Regions from separate parts of the Mus musculus genome. Here regions 1 and 3 are each linked to region 2. A link is a contact called in public HiChIP or PLAC-seq data. All regions are on one chromosome and are shown on one strand. Each heading gives the region's core, a stretch centred on a gene start, on an enhancer-like site or on the middle of the called end of the contact. The rest is flanking DNA. Distances are from core to core; before and after follow the strand shown.

Region 1 (4,143 bases), core at 697-3,196, 380 kb after region 2:
CCTCCCTAAGGCTGGCTCTCAGGCAGAGGAGAGGTGGGCTGGATTCTGGTCCACAGAGGTGGTGGCTGTGACAAACCCTGCTCCCTCAGCAATGACCTTATCCACAACTTGGCTCATTTTGGCTATTTAATGTAGCCCCCATTGAGCAGGCCACAGAGGGCAGGGCAGGAGGCCTTGGTAGATTTCTAACAAGACGTCTCTGTTGCTTAGCAGGGGCGTGGGGGAAGTCTAGTTAAGAGACTTCGCTGGATACCAGGTGAGACTGGACTCCAGGGTTCAAGGGTGGAAGCTGGCCAGAGCATTAGACATGCTGGTACAGAAATGAGACCCCTGCTGTACAGCTGGATGTTATTTGCTACAGATGGTACCCAACAAACCATACTGGCTCTCCTGGATAGTGGACCTTGCCCTCAATCTCAAGCTTGGACCAGGGAAGCCACCTGACCCTTGCCAGGGTAGGTCTGTGTGCTCATGCCAGCCTCCCTCTGAAGCCTTAGTCTTCCTCCGGCTAGGGAAGCAGCTAAGCCACCTCTCCAGGCCCTCTCAGATGGCCATGCCTGTCTTCCTGGATCTTGCGGCTTTCCACTAGGGAGTCCATTCCTCATTCCCCGCCACTCCCGATGCCTCCTCAGGAGGTGTTGCTGGGTCTGTCCCAGACCATACTCCAGGCTCATATCCTCAGAGTTCTCTAGAGACAAGCTGCCTGGGTCTCAGTGGTAACCACTATCCCACCCAACCCTCGCCTACTGTGGGAGTGTCAAGAGGGCTAACTGCTGATGTGCAACTGTGGTGAGGTCAGAGTCTGAGTACCGGTGCTGGTGTGACCTTGGGCACGTGGACATGTCTTTTTACTGGTGAACACGAAGACAAGAGTGAATCCCTGCCTCGCAGGTTTGTGGTGAAAACAGGCCAGGAGCATATGGGTAAAGTGCCTGGCACCAAGAGGGTGCTCAGTAAGTGGCAGTGGTGATGTGGGCAGAAGTGGAGAAGCAGAGGGAGCCGTGTCACTGAGGGGCTGAGCTTCATCCCTCATATGGCCCTTCAGGGCAGCCAAGTGGGCAGGAGAAATGAAACCAATTTCCTGACTGAGAGGGCCAGGCCTCTCATCCAGTGTGCGGGGCGCGAGGCTAGAGGCCCGAGTACAGGGAGGCAGGGAAAGGCTAAAGGGGCCTGGGAAGCAACCAGAAGGGAAGCTTGGAGCTGCCTGCGTGAGGACATTAAGTCTCTAAGAGAAAAGAGAGCTAGGCATACAGGAGGGCCTGGGGACCTCCACAAAGAAGGCAGCCAGAAAGGAATAGACCAGACTGCCCAGGCTAGACCAAGACAGCTGGGAGCTAGAGTGGGTTTCTTAACCAAGGAGTCTATGTCCCTTTTCTGGGGAGCCAGCAGTGAGGGCGGCAGCAGGAAGCAGTCACAGAATGCTTGGACCCCAAGAACCTGACCATTCCTGGCCTTGCCCTCCAGCTTGGACGCCAGGCACCTTGCTGAGCAGCGACCCTACCCTGACTCAGGCAAGCCCCTTCCCCCAAGCCTGGTTCAAACTGCCTAGACAGCCGCTGGCATTCCAGACTTAACCAGGCCCTCTCCAGCTGTTGACATTGCTGTGAGGCCTTGTGGGAGCTGATGTCATTACACAAATAGTGTCACTGCCCTAAACCCCCGCCAGTACCCCTCCCCCTCCCCTGGAAAATGTCATAAAAAGGGCTGTTTCCAAGTTTCCAGCAAGGAAACTCTCTGGGAGGTTTTGGTTTGCAATGCCTCCTTCCACAGGCAGCTCCAGCAGAGGCAGTGACCACCCGGCTTGACTTCAGGGTCCTTAGGCCCTAGGCCCTCTGATGGGCCAGGAGCCTGGGCCAGCCCCACTGGAGTAGAGCAGGCCCCAGGAGAACTCTCCCCTCCCTACAGATGGTGAACTCCACCCAGGAGACCAGCCCAGCAGGTGGCAGTGGAGACCAAAGCTGGCTGATCCCAGTGTCATCGGGCCCTCTAACATAGGGACCTGTTGTCAGAGTCTGGAGTCCTGTGGGAATTCCTAGACAGCGGGTGATGGAGAAAGGAGGGGGGCGTGACTAGTGTCTGGTGGTGGATTGGTTGCCCCTGCCCAGGCTGCAGGCCCAAAAATTCACAGTTCTTACATCCCCCTTCAATAACCATCAAACACAGCGACTGTAGACCACTGTGCCATTCTGTTCCCGCCTCTCAGGACCTCCCTAACCCCTCCACGGCGACCCCCACCTAGCCCTAGGGAAGCGCATCTCTGTTCTGGAAGGAGCGCCGTGAGGTAGCTATGTCTTGTCCTCATTTCTCCAGGGCCTGGCCTGTCAATACAGGGTGCTTTCTGCCATGCGCATAAGAGCGCAGCCAGGGGTGTGAGGGTGGGGCTGGGGCGGAGCCGCTGAGGGCCCCGCCCCACTTCGACTTCGCCCCGCCCCCACCCTCCCAAAAAAACCCCTGACGGCCAAGTCCAAGGCTGCCAGCCTTTGCCAGCGCCCTGCCCGCCCTCCTGGAGCCCGCGCCACCTCCGCGCTAGGCCTTCTTGCACTTGCCCTTCTTCTCCCGTTGCTGGAACTTGCGCAGCCGCCGTGCCCATGTGTCCCGCCACTGGATCACCAGGCTGCTCTTGTCTGCCACGATGCCACTCTGGTCAGGTGAGTCCTCGGCATTACCCAACAGCAAGTACTTCTTGAGGGGCTTGATTTTGGGACACTTGCAGGCGATGTCTCGTGAGCGGATCCACAAACTCTGGTCACCACGGCGAATACGACTTGTGCCCTGCTTGTACACGGAGATGATGTTCACGGTGAACTTCCACCAGTCCCCTGCTTTGTCGGCCTTCAGGATGTGGATCTGGACAGCTGTGAGGAAGCAAACAAGTGGTGTGGGCCATGGCTGGGAAGTGCAGCCAGGTGCCCAGGTCCTGGGATGGGATGGGCCCGACCTGCACGATGTCCTACAAGAACCTGGAGTGGGATCTGGAAAGTGACTGCAAAGGGCTCCCCACGGGCAATGGGTGAGCTAAGCTCATCCCAGAACCTGAGCTAATACCTGGGCCAAAGCCCCTATCCCAAGAAGTGTTGCTCCTGCCTTTGTTGAAGGTGCCCCCCGCCCAACACTGCCTCTTGGAACATGTTGAGATCCATAAGGGAGACTCCAGGGAAGCGGGGTAGATGGATTAAGCATGCCCCTAGCTCTCTAGATAGTCTGCTTGCCCCTGAGGGCAGGTGGCTTTGATGACAGCAGGGCTGACTCCTCTGGAAATGAGGAGCACCTCACATGCCTAGACTTCCAAAGGCTCCAGCCACTTCACCCCAAGCCTTAGGATGGCACCTGTCCCCCAAAATCATCCTGACTTCAATGAAATTGAAACAGCCCATCAGGGAATTTTAGTACGCAGCATCAAGAGAGTCTGCCACTCACATGGCCAGAGTGCTTTTCCAGGGTCAGCCAGGGTCCTCAAAAATACTCCCTGCCAGGCTGCTAGCTCCCTTGGAGCCTCTCAGGTTCAGCACTGTCCCACTCCCTCCCCCCACCCCCAGTCTTCTTCTACAGGGGTTCTCAAACCAGACTGCGCCAGAGGTCCCTGGAGAGCTTCTGCAAATGGTGCGGTGCTGACTCCACCCACCCTTGAGCTTCTGACTCACCAGAACTGGGTAAAGTCCCCAGTTCACATGCTCTCCCCAGGAGTGCTGCTGCTACTGGGGGAAGACACTGGAGAGGAGCGGCAGATATGTGAAAAGATGTCCCTACTGAAGGCACTTTAAAGTAGAAGGGCATGCTTATGAGGGAGAGGCTAGGAGGTGGCTCAGTCAAGGAAGCATTTGCCAGACCATGAGTTTAGAACTCATGAGCAAAGCAGGACTCGTAACTACAATCCCAGCACTGGGCCATGAAGACGGCAGATCCTTGGTGCTTGGCATGTTCTCAGTTCAATGACAGACAGTCTTCTTTCTCCCAACAAGGTGGAGGACAACAGGAAGATACCCAAACTCAACTTCTGACCTACATACACACACACAAACACTCCATGTGTGTACACACACAACAACAGCAAAAGATGGAGGGAACACCAGGTTCCCTTCAAGAATTCCCTTGGTGCTGGGCTTTTGAGAGGCTGTGTGTGGTAAGTAGTGTGTTTGCATTGGC
Region 2 (3,835 bases), core at 953-3,452:
CAGTTTGTTTTCGTCTTAGCTTCAGGAGTGTATTGTTTTGTTTGAAACTATCTCACTATGTAGCCCAGGCTGGCCTGGAACTCATGATCTTCTTATCTTTGCCACAGATGCTGGGATTATGGGAATGGGCTACTTTGATTATTATTAAAGGTCCCATAAAGCAAACAATATTAAAGAGGAGATCCCAACCATCGGTTGGTTTCCCGTTCTTTTTTCTAAGCTTCATACTACAGCAGACTGCTTCACAACCTGTTTGTTTGTCTTAAGAACACTTTTTATCATCATCTTCCTTGTGTGCACACAAACCCATCTACCTCTTTCTTCTGGATTAGCTGACATGCTAAAAGAAAAATCCTTAAAAAAGTGTTTAAAGATACACATCAAAATGAAGGGAAATAACAAAGTTTCAAGTTGAAAGGGATATGGGCCATTCTTTAATCTCACAGTCCCAGCCCCTAAAGCTAGCTACGGTTTTTGGTAAATGTTTGCACACATGTGGAAAAGTGCACAGATCATGTTCCACCAGTTTCCATTAGTTGCTTTTAGAAAATGAAATTTGCTGTTAAACAAATTTGAAAGTAAAACAAAGTATAAAATGACAACGTGTCACTAACTCAAAGCATGAGTGACATCCACCCAACCCCAGCTATACCCTTGCCTGCTTCCCTGACTCTCAGGTCTCAGAGGTATTGGCTCTCGACTCTCAGAGGGTCCTTAGACCTTTGATTCTCATTCATTACTGTGCAGACCCAGGCCATATCTACACTTTGCATTGTGTGAATATGCTAGATGTCATTTCTCAAATAGTATCTGTTTAAAAAACAAAGTGAACCACTTATTGTCAGTAAGACAGTGCAACCTTAGTGAAAAGGAGACACGAGGATAAAACAGAAGACAGAGTCTAAAAATGGACTCCATACAGTGGATAATTCACTTTGAGAAAGAGGCAATGGAGAAAGGGTGGTCTCTATCAAAAAACTGCCAAAATATTTGAGCTCAACATGGGTAGGGGAGAGGCTGGGGAAGAACCTGTCTAAAATTACATCATACAGCATTAGTCTAAGGGGATTTGTCTTAGTTAGCTTTGTGTTGTTGTAACAAGCACCATTACCAAAAGCAACTTAGGGGGGAAACACATTTATTCAGCTAATAGTCCATCGTCTAAGTAAGTCAGGGCAGAAGCTGGAGGCAGGAGCTGCTGCAGAAGCCATGGTGTCATGCTGCTTACTGGCTTGCTCCTCCCGGCTTACTCTAGTTTGGTTTCTTATACAACTCAGGACCACCAGCTTAGGTCTGGTGGGAGATCTGGGTCCTCTCACGTCAATTGCCAGTCAAGAAAATGTTCCCAGGCTCGTCCACAGCCCAATCTGGTGGGGTCATTTCCTCAACCCAGACTCCCTGTCCCCAGATGACTCTAGTTTGCATCAAGTTGACAGAAAACCAGAAAGCACAAAGATTATAGGATGTGTAAAAACTATAAAATGTTGAGTTTGGAGAAAACACAGGAGAAAATTGGTGGCACCTCCTGATCAGACACACACAAAGAAAAGAGCTATATACATGCTTTTGTTGTCTTGTTTTATTTATTCATTTTAGGATAAATCAGAGTTTATCAAAACCCAAAACATTTGCTCTCGGAATGGCATTTCAAGGAAATAAAATGATAATTAATTAGGCTGAGCAGAAGTATTTATAAATCACACATCTCACAAAGCAGCAGAACAATAAGGAGCCCTCAGAGCTCAGTGATGGGCTAGAGATATGGCTAAGAGGTTCAGAGCACTGCTTTTCCACAGGACCTGCATTTGATTGCTGGAGCTGGAGTTACATTCAGGTTGCTATAAGCTACCTAATGTGGATCCTCTGGCCTCCCAGAGGCAACAGCACTCCCATGCATAAACACACAGACACACACACACACACACAGACACACACACACAACAGGCATACACACACAGAGAGAGACACGTACAGAGAAAGAGAGAGAGAGAGAGTTAGAAGTAAAAATACATCTTTAAAAAGTTTTAACAACTCAATAGTAAGGAAAATTAAGCCAATTTAACTGGACCCAACAGCTATTTCTTTTTCAGAGTACAAACAGAAGCAAATGACAAAGAAACTTGCTCGTAGTCATTGGTTACTACAGAAATGAAAATGGAAGTTATAATAAATGTGTCACACATCTACAAGAATGTCTAGAGTAAACAATGCTGTGAAAACCAAGTGCTGGCGGGGACTCAAGCAACTGTGACTCTCAGATGTTAACGACAGGAAACAAACTGATCATTGTTCTGGAAAACGGCTCACCAACTTCAGGGAAAGGAGAACCATGCCTATACCATGTGGTCTGGCAAGCTCTCACACGGGATTCTTACTCTAAAGAATAAAACCTCAGGTTTCTAAAGCCTGTACACAGACGTTTAACGGCAGTGTGAGTTAGAATTACCAGTCCAAACTTCCCTGACAGGTAAATGATTGAATCGTAGTTTATTGGCACAATGGTGTGCTGCCCAGCAACGAAAAGGAACTTGCTACTGGCACATGGCAGAAGCCTGAGTGATTCCCAAAGGTGACACACTGAGTGAAAAAGTCAACCTTCAAAAGTCACAATCTGTAGGACCCTGCTTAAGTGATGACGTCATCCAAAACAGTGGAAAAGTCTCGGAGAGTGCCAGAGGCTGGGGGCATGGAGGAGAGGGGGAGACTATGCCGGAGGAGCCTAAGAAAGATTTAGGGTAGTGGAGTTGATTATGCAAATCCTTACACTCCATTGAAGTTCACATGCACACACACACACACACACACACACACACACACACACACACGCTGGCACGCAAACACGAAAGCATGCACGCACAAGTTAATTTTGCTACACAATATATTTTATTTTGAAACAGAGTTTCTTTTGTGTAGCCCTGGCTGTCCTGGAACTATCACTGTAGACCAGGCTGGTGTCTCACAGAGAGCCACCTGTCTCTGCCTCCCTATTGCTGAGATTAAAGGTGTGTGCTACCACCTCACTGAACAATAATTCTTAAATGTGAAAAATGAATCCAAAGTCATGGGGTGCAGCTCTGGTGTAGAATACTTGCCTATCATGTGCAGGATCTGGCGTTTAATCACCACCACCACTGGAAAAATTGTGAACCGAGGCTTGCTTTCCTCATAAAGGCTTATCCTAAGCAACACCAATGTGGTCCAGATTTTACATGACTCAACTATTACATCAAATTTGAGACTTTAAAGATGTCTCAGGGGGAAAATACCTAGTTTGCTAGAATACCCTGTTAAGGGGCTATATTAGCTACTTTTCTGTTGCTGTGATAAAACACCGTGACCAAGGCAACTTATAAAAGGAATACTTTGTTCCAGCTTAAGGTTCCAGAGGGCGGAGTTCATCATTATCATGGCGGGGAAGTACGGCAGCAAGCAGGCCTGGCGTCAGAAACAGCTGAGGGCTCACATCTGGAACAGGAAGCAGGGAGAGTAAACTGGAAGTGGTATGTGGCTTTGAAACTTCAAGCCACCCTAGTGGCATAGTCTCTCTAGCAAAGCCACACCTCATAACCTTTCCAAACAGAGTCATCAACCATCTGAGCATATATGAAGATTCTCATTCAAACCACCTCATGCACCATCAATCGTAAAACACATCCTAACTCCAGAGATGCTCAAGTCCAGCAGGGTACATGCCTAGAATTAAGGAACATGTCGTTTCCTTTAAGGAATACCACTGAACACAGTCTCCTATGGAGAAGTGCCATCCCTTGAATTTCCTTCTACAACTACATCGCTTTCCTGTATTGTTCACAATGAACAAGACCATCTTGAACAA
Region 3 (3,828 bases), core at 361-2,860, 490 kb after region 2:
AGCCCCCCCCCCCTACCAAGGGGACACAGATAAGACAGCTCCCTCTTCCCTACTGTGAACTTTGAGTAGACACCGTGGGGACACAGCCCCTCATGGCTGGGGCCTCCAGGAAACAATTCACTTAGCCAAAGGCGAGGCCAGAGGCCAGTGGGTTAGTGCCTGAATGATGGCCTTTGTGCTTTTGAGGCTCACAGTATCCTTAGCCACCCCACCACCAACACCCCAATGCTCCATCACTTGGCCATCCTCTTGGATACAGACCATCCTCCATCATCTTCCCTGGACCCCCCCCGCCAGCATCTTAGCTCATCCCCTGATGACAATCTGCTTTATGTCCTCAGCCTCCTGCTCTGTCCCCTCGGCTTTCTCTCTATTTCCTCAGCCAAAGCATATTTTCCTATAACATCATGTCTGATCCGGGAGGTCCTAAAAGCACTCCTTCACTCTGCAGGGCTTCTTCCACCCAGCCCCCCAGCCACAGAGGGTCACAGTGCACACTTTCATAGCAATGTCCCCACAGACCCTCCCTGACAGCAGACAAGACATCCATATCAGAGAAATAGGATGTACTATTCCTTAAAATATTTAACTCTGATCCATGTACCTGAATAGCAAGATCTACTTCTACTGCCTTCTACTTCTTGGCTGCCTTTAGAATACCTTTCCCAGCATATTTTCTGAAGAGGAGCTACAGTCATCTCTGGGAAAGGGCAGTCAGGCCCCCAACAGCACAATGCAGACAGCGCTGAGAGGCCAGTGGAAGCTGACCTCCTGAGGCCTTCCAGAGTGGTAATGAGCACGTGATGGATGAGAGCCTTCGCTGGTTTCCTAGCTGAGGCATGCACTGGCAGCCCAGTGCTCTCCAGCAAGCTTGGAAAAGCTTTGTAAACGAGACAGGGGGCAATCACCAAGATGAGAAAAGACTGGGACGGGAGGGGGTGGGCGCTAGGGAGGAGTCCCTCACCATCACAGCTATCTCAACAGTTTATCAACAGCTAGGAAAGGCCCCAGAAGCCTGGCTGGCAGGGTGAGGGCCACGACTCCACTCCTCATGGTAGTAAGGGCTCTGTTCCTTCTACCCCACCTGCCTACCGAGGAGGAGTGCCTGCCCCCTTGGGTGTTCTGCAGAGGCACCTGCCTCCTGGATATGGGTTTAAACAACTTGCTGTCTCATCCACGGTAACAGAGCCCTGGCCAACAACAAGAGGTGATATGCTCAGTTAACCAAATGCAATGACGACTAAGAAGGCTCTCGGGAGGCTTTCCAACCTCTCAGAGGCTTCCACAATCTGCCCCATGGAGAAACAAATGCAGAGGTTGAAGGAAAGGGCCACCCAGCCTGCCCCTGGGGCCACCACCCCTCCGGCTCATGTTTGTTTTGTTTATGAGAGGAAAAATCTCCCACTGTTCGCCAAGAAAGGGTCCCACGCAGTCCTCCCCCCACCCCACCCCACTCCCACCCCCAAGCTTGGAAGATGTATGTACTGGGCTCTGATAACCTTGCAGGCTCCCAGAGTACACTGAGGCAGGACAAGAGCAGTAAGCTCCCTGCAGGGCAGACAGACCTCAGCCAGGGCCTGCTAGTTGTTTCTGGGGGCTGTGGCCACAGGAAATGTCAGAGCTTTGTGTCACCAGCCCCACGTGGAAGAATGAGTCAGGGCACTGAGCTCAGCTCCTGCCTGTTTGCTGTTTTCCTCCTTAGGCCACAGAAGCACATCTGAAGCTGGCTTTCGAATTAGCACCAGCAAGGCACATGAGGGTGCCAGCATCCACACACCGATCCTATACTTCTCCTTTGCTGGGATCTGTCCGGCTCCTGGGACTGGACATGTGGACAGGGCAGCAGACTCTCCAGACAAGCTCTGAGACAGAAAACAGTTGGGTCACTGTGATGCCTGCCTACCCTGAGAGCCCTAGGGGCGTGCTCCATGCATTAGGAGGCTTAGAGAACACATCTAGATGAGCTCCGTTTCCAATCAGCCCACCTCAGACTCACAGGACTTTGTGAATAGCCTTCAAGCTGCTTTTTGAATGGCGTTATGAATGGGTAGTGGCTCTTTCCTCTACCTTCGGGTACCTCAAGCTTGGCAGCTGGATGTTAAGTTGGGGCCCAACTGTAGAGCATATAGGGCTCTTATAGGGTTCCACACTCACAGTTCATCTACCCAAGAAAAATACAGGGAGCATTTCCCACACACTTCTTAAGGTGACAAGTTCTAGAAAATGCAAAGTCTGCCTTCAGATGTCCTTTAGGTAGGCACCATGATTTAATTTCTAAAACTACAAGACAGATGAGGCCAGTAATTATGAGAGAACTGGGAGGAGGAAGGGCCCCAGGGAATCATCATTTGTCTCTTATTTATTTATTTATTTATTTATTTATTTTTACTTAAAACACCAGGTACTATACAAAATATGTGTCTGTGTTTTTAAAATTGTGTTTATCTGGTGTGTATCACTGTGCACATGCCATAATGCACAGGTTAGAGAACAATTTGTGGGAGTCAGTTCTCTACTTCCATCATGTGGATGGTGGGGATCAAGCGCAGGTTGTCAGGCTTAGTGGTAAGGCTTTCTTTACCTCCTGAGCCACCGTAGAGAGCCCACTGTATATACTCATGTTATGGTTTGAACCCAGGGCCTCAGACATGCTAAGCAAGCACTCCCTCAGTGAGCCACACCCCTGGCCCTTAAAGTGACTTTCACTCCATCTGTAAATGCCTTAGTAGAGTCACACAGATCTCTTCTAAATAAATACACATGCATCTTTATAAGAAATAAAAAAACACTATTTTAAATCCCGCCTTTCCTGTCTTACTCCTTTTAAGTCAAGAAATAATTCACAACATCTGAATAGCTGAATCACACATATTTCATTTTATGGCTACATTAGAGTCGACTTAACTACATCCCCATTGTTGGACACTTTTGCTATTATATAAACCATGCCTCAGTGAAGAGTCTTTTTTTTATTATTATTTTTATGTTACTGGGGATGGAACACAAGATCTTGTGCATACCAGGCAAGCAGTAGGTTATGGAATTGCCCAGCCTAATATCCCTGAAGATCTATCTGCCTCTTGCTGTGTGCTCTACAGGGTTTGACTGGGTTTTTACCATCTCAAATCTGTTCTATTCTTGCCCGTCTTTACCTCTCTCTTGCCTGGCTGCCTTTGGTCTTGGGCCTCTACAGAGCAACCTTTGCTTCAATTGCACAAAGTTTCTTCATGCAACGTGAGGCTGCCAATCTCAGGACATTTCTCCCCAATCCCGCTCTATAATCACTTTCAGAAGTGGGTTCTTTAAGATACAGCTGGCTCTCATTATTTGCTGTAGTGACAGTCCATAAAGATCCTGTGAACACCGAGTTACAGAATACCCACCCATTGCTCCTAAGGGAAACACCGGGTTAAGTTCCTGTGAGCCTCTGGTTGCAACATTCTTGCAGACTGATTGATACAGAGTCTTGTCCACTGAGCTTGTGTTAAAAGGCGCCTGCTTGATACACATAGCTGATTCCTAAGCACTGGATTCACGGCCCTTAGCACTGTAAGCTATGTCTAAAACAAAGTGGATCTAACACCTACGTTTTTGTCTGCAAGGCACACCACTTCAGCACACCAGACAGCATGTCAGCGCGCTGTGCTCGAGTGCCATCTAAAACAACAAAACCACCAAGGGGAAAAAGGCAGCAAAATGTGAAAACACAGCAGCGAAGAGACTGTGAAGTGGCCTCTTGTTTACAGTCTGAGAGCTCAAACTTGTTTACTGTACGAGCTGGAGACAAGAGCATCTCCTCGGTTGACCTTGCCTGGGGACGTGAACACG

Evidence for each region. HiChIP or PLAC-seq counts read pairs in DNA pulled down with a chosen protein or histone mark.
Region 1: an HNF4G HiChIP or PLAC-seq map of pancreatic cancer cells shows a contact between it and region 2. The contact joins two enhancer-like sites. A contact is called at or near these places in 1 of 39 promoter capture datasets (hippocampal neurons), 1 of 484 Hi-C or Micro-C datasets (the N1E-115 cell line) and 1 of 115 datasets of contacts at active chromatin or transcription factors (pancreatic cancer cells).
Region 3: a FOXA1 HiChIP or PLAC-seq map of pancreatic cancer cells shows a contact between it and region 2. The contact joins two enhancer-like sites.

Annotation. Positions count from the first base shown.
Region 1 is chr11:68,210,480-68,214,622 of GRCm38.p6, forward strand. Ntn1 (netrin 1) reads right to left here. Exons shown (of 7, transcript NM_008744.2): 7 at 1-2,855. The coding sequence ends at 2,527. Among named protein-coding and RNA genes, the nearest start is that of Mir6406, 8.3 kb to the right of the region's middle. Within about 2 kb of position 1,947, at least 59 of the 459 cell types and tissues checked have an H3K27ac peak or open chromatin away from gene starts, as enhancers often do. A contact at or near this core is called in pancreatic cancer cells, where this site is marked.
Region 2 is chr11:67,826,264-67,830,098 of GRCm38.p6, forward strand. All of the region lies in intron 2 of Gm40032 (a long non-coding RNA gene), which reads right to left. Among named protein-coding and RNA genes, the nearest start is that of Gm40032, 16 kb to the right of the region's middle. Within about 2 kb of position 2,203, at least 29 of the 459 cell types and tissues checked have an H3K27ac peak or open chromatin away from gene starts, as enhancers often do. A contact at or near this core is called in pancreatic cancer cells, where this site is marked.
Region 3 is chr11:68,312,426-68,316,253 of GRCm38.p6, forward strand. All of the region lies in intron 2 of Ntn1 (netrin 1), which reads right to left. Among named protein-coding and RNA genes, the nearest start is that of Ntn1, 72 kb to the right of the region's middle. Within about 2 kb of position 1,611, at least 96 of the 459 cell types and tissues checked have an H3K27ac peak or open chromatin away from gene starts, as enhancers often do. A contact at or near this core is called in pancreatic cancer cells, where this site is marked.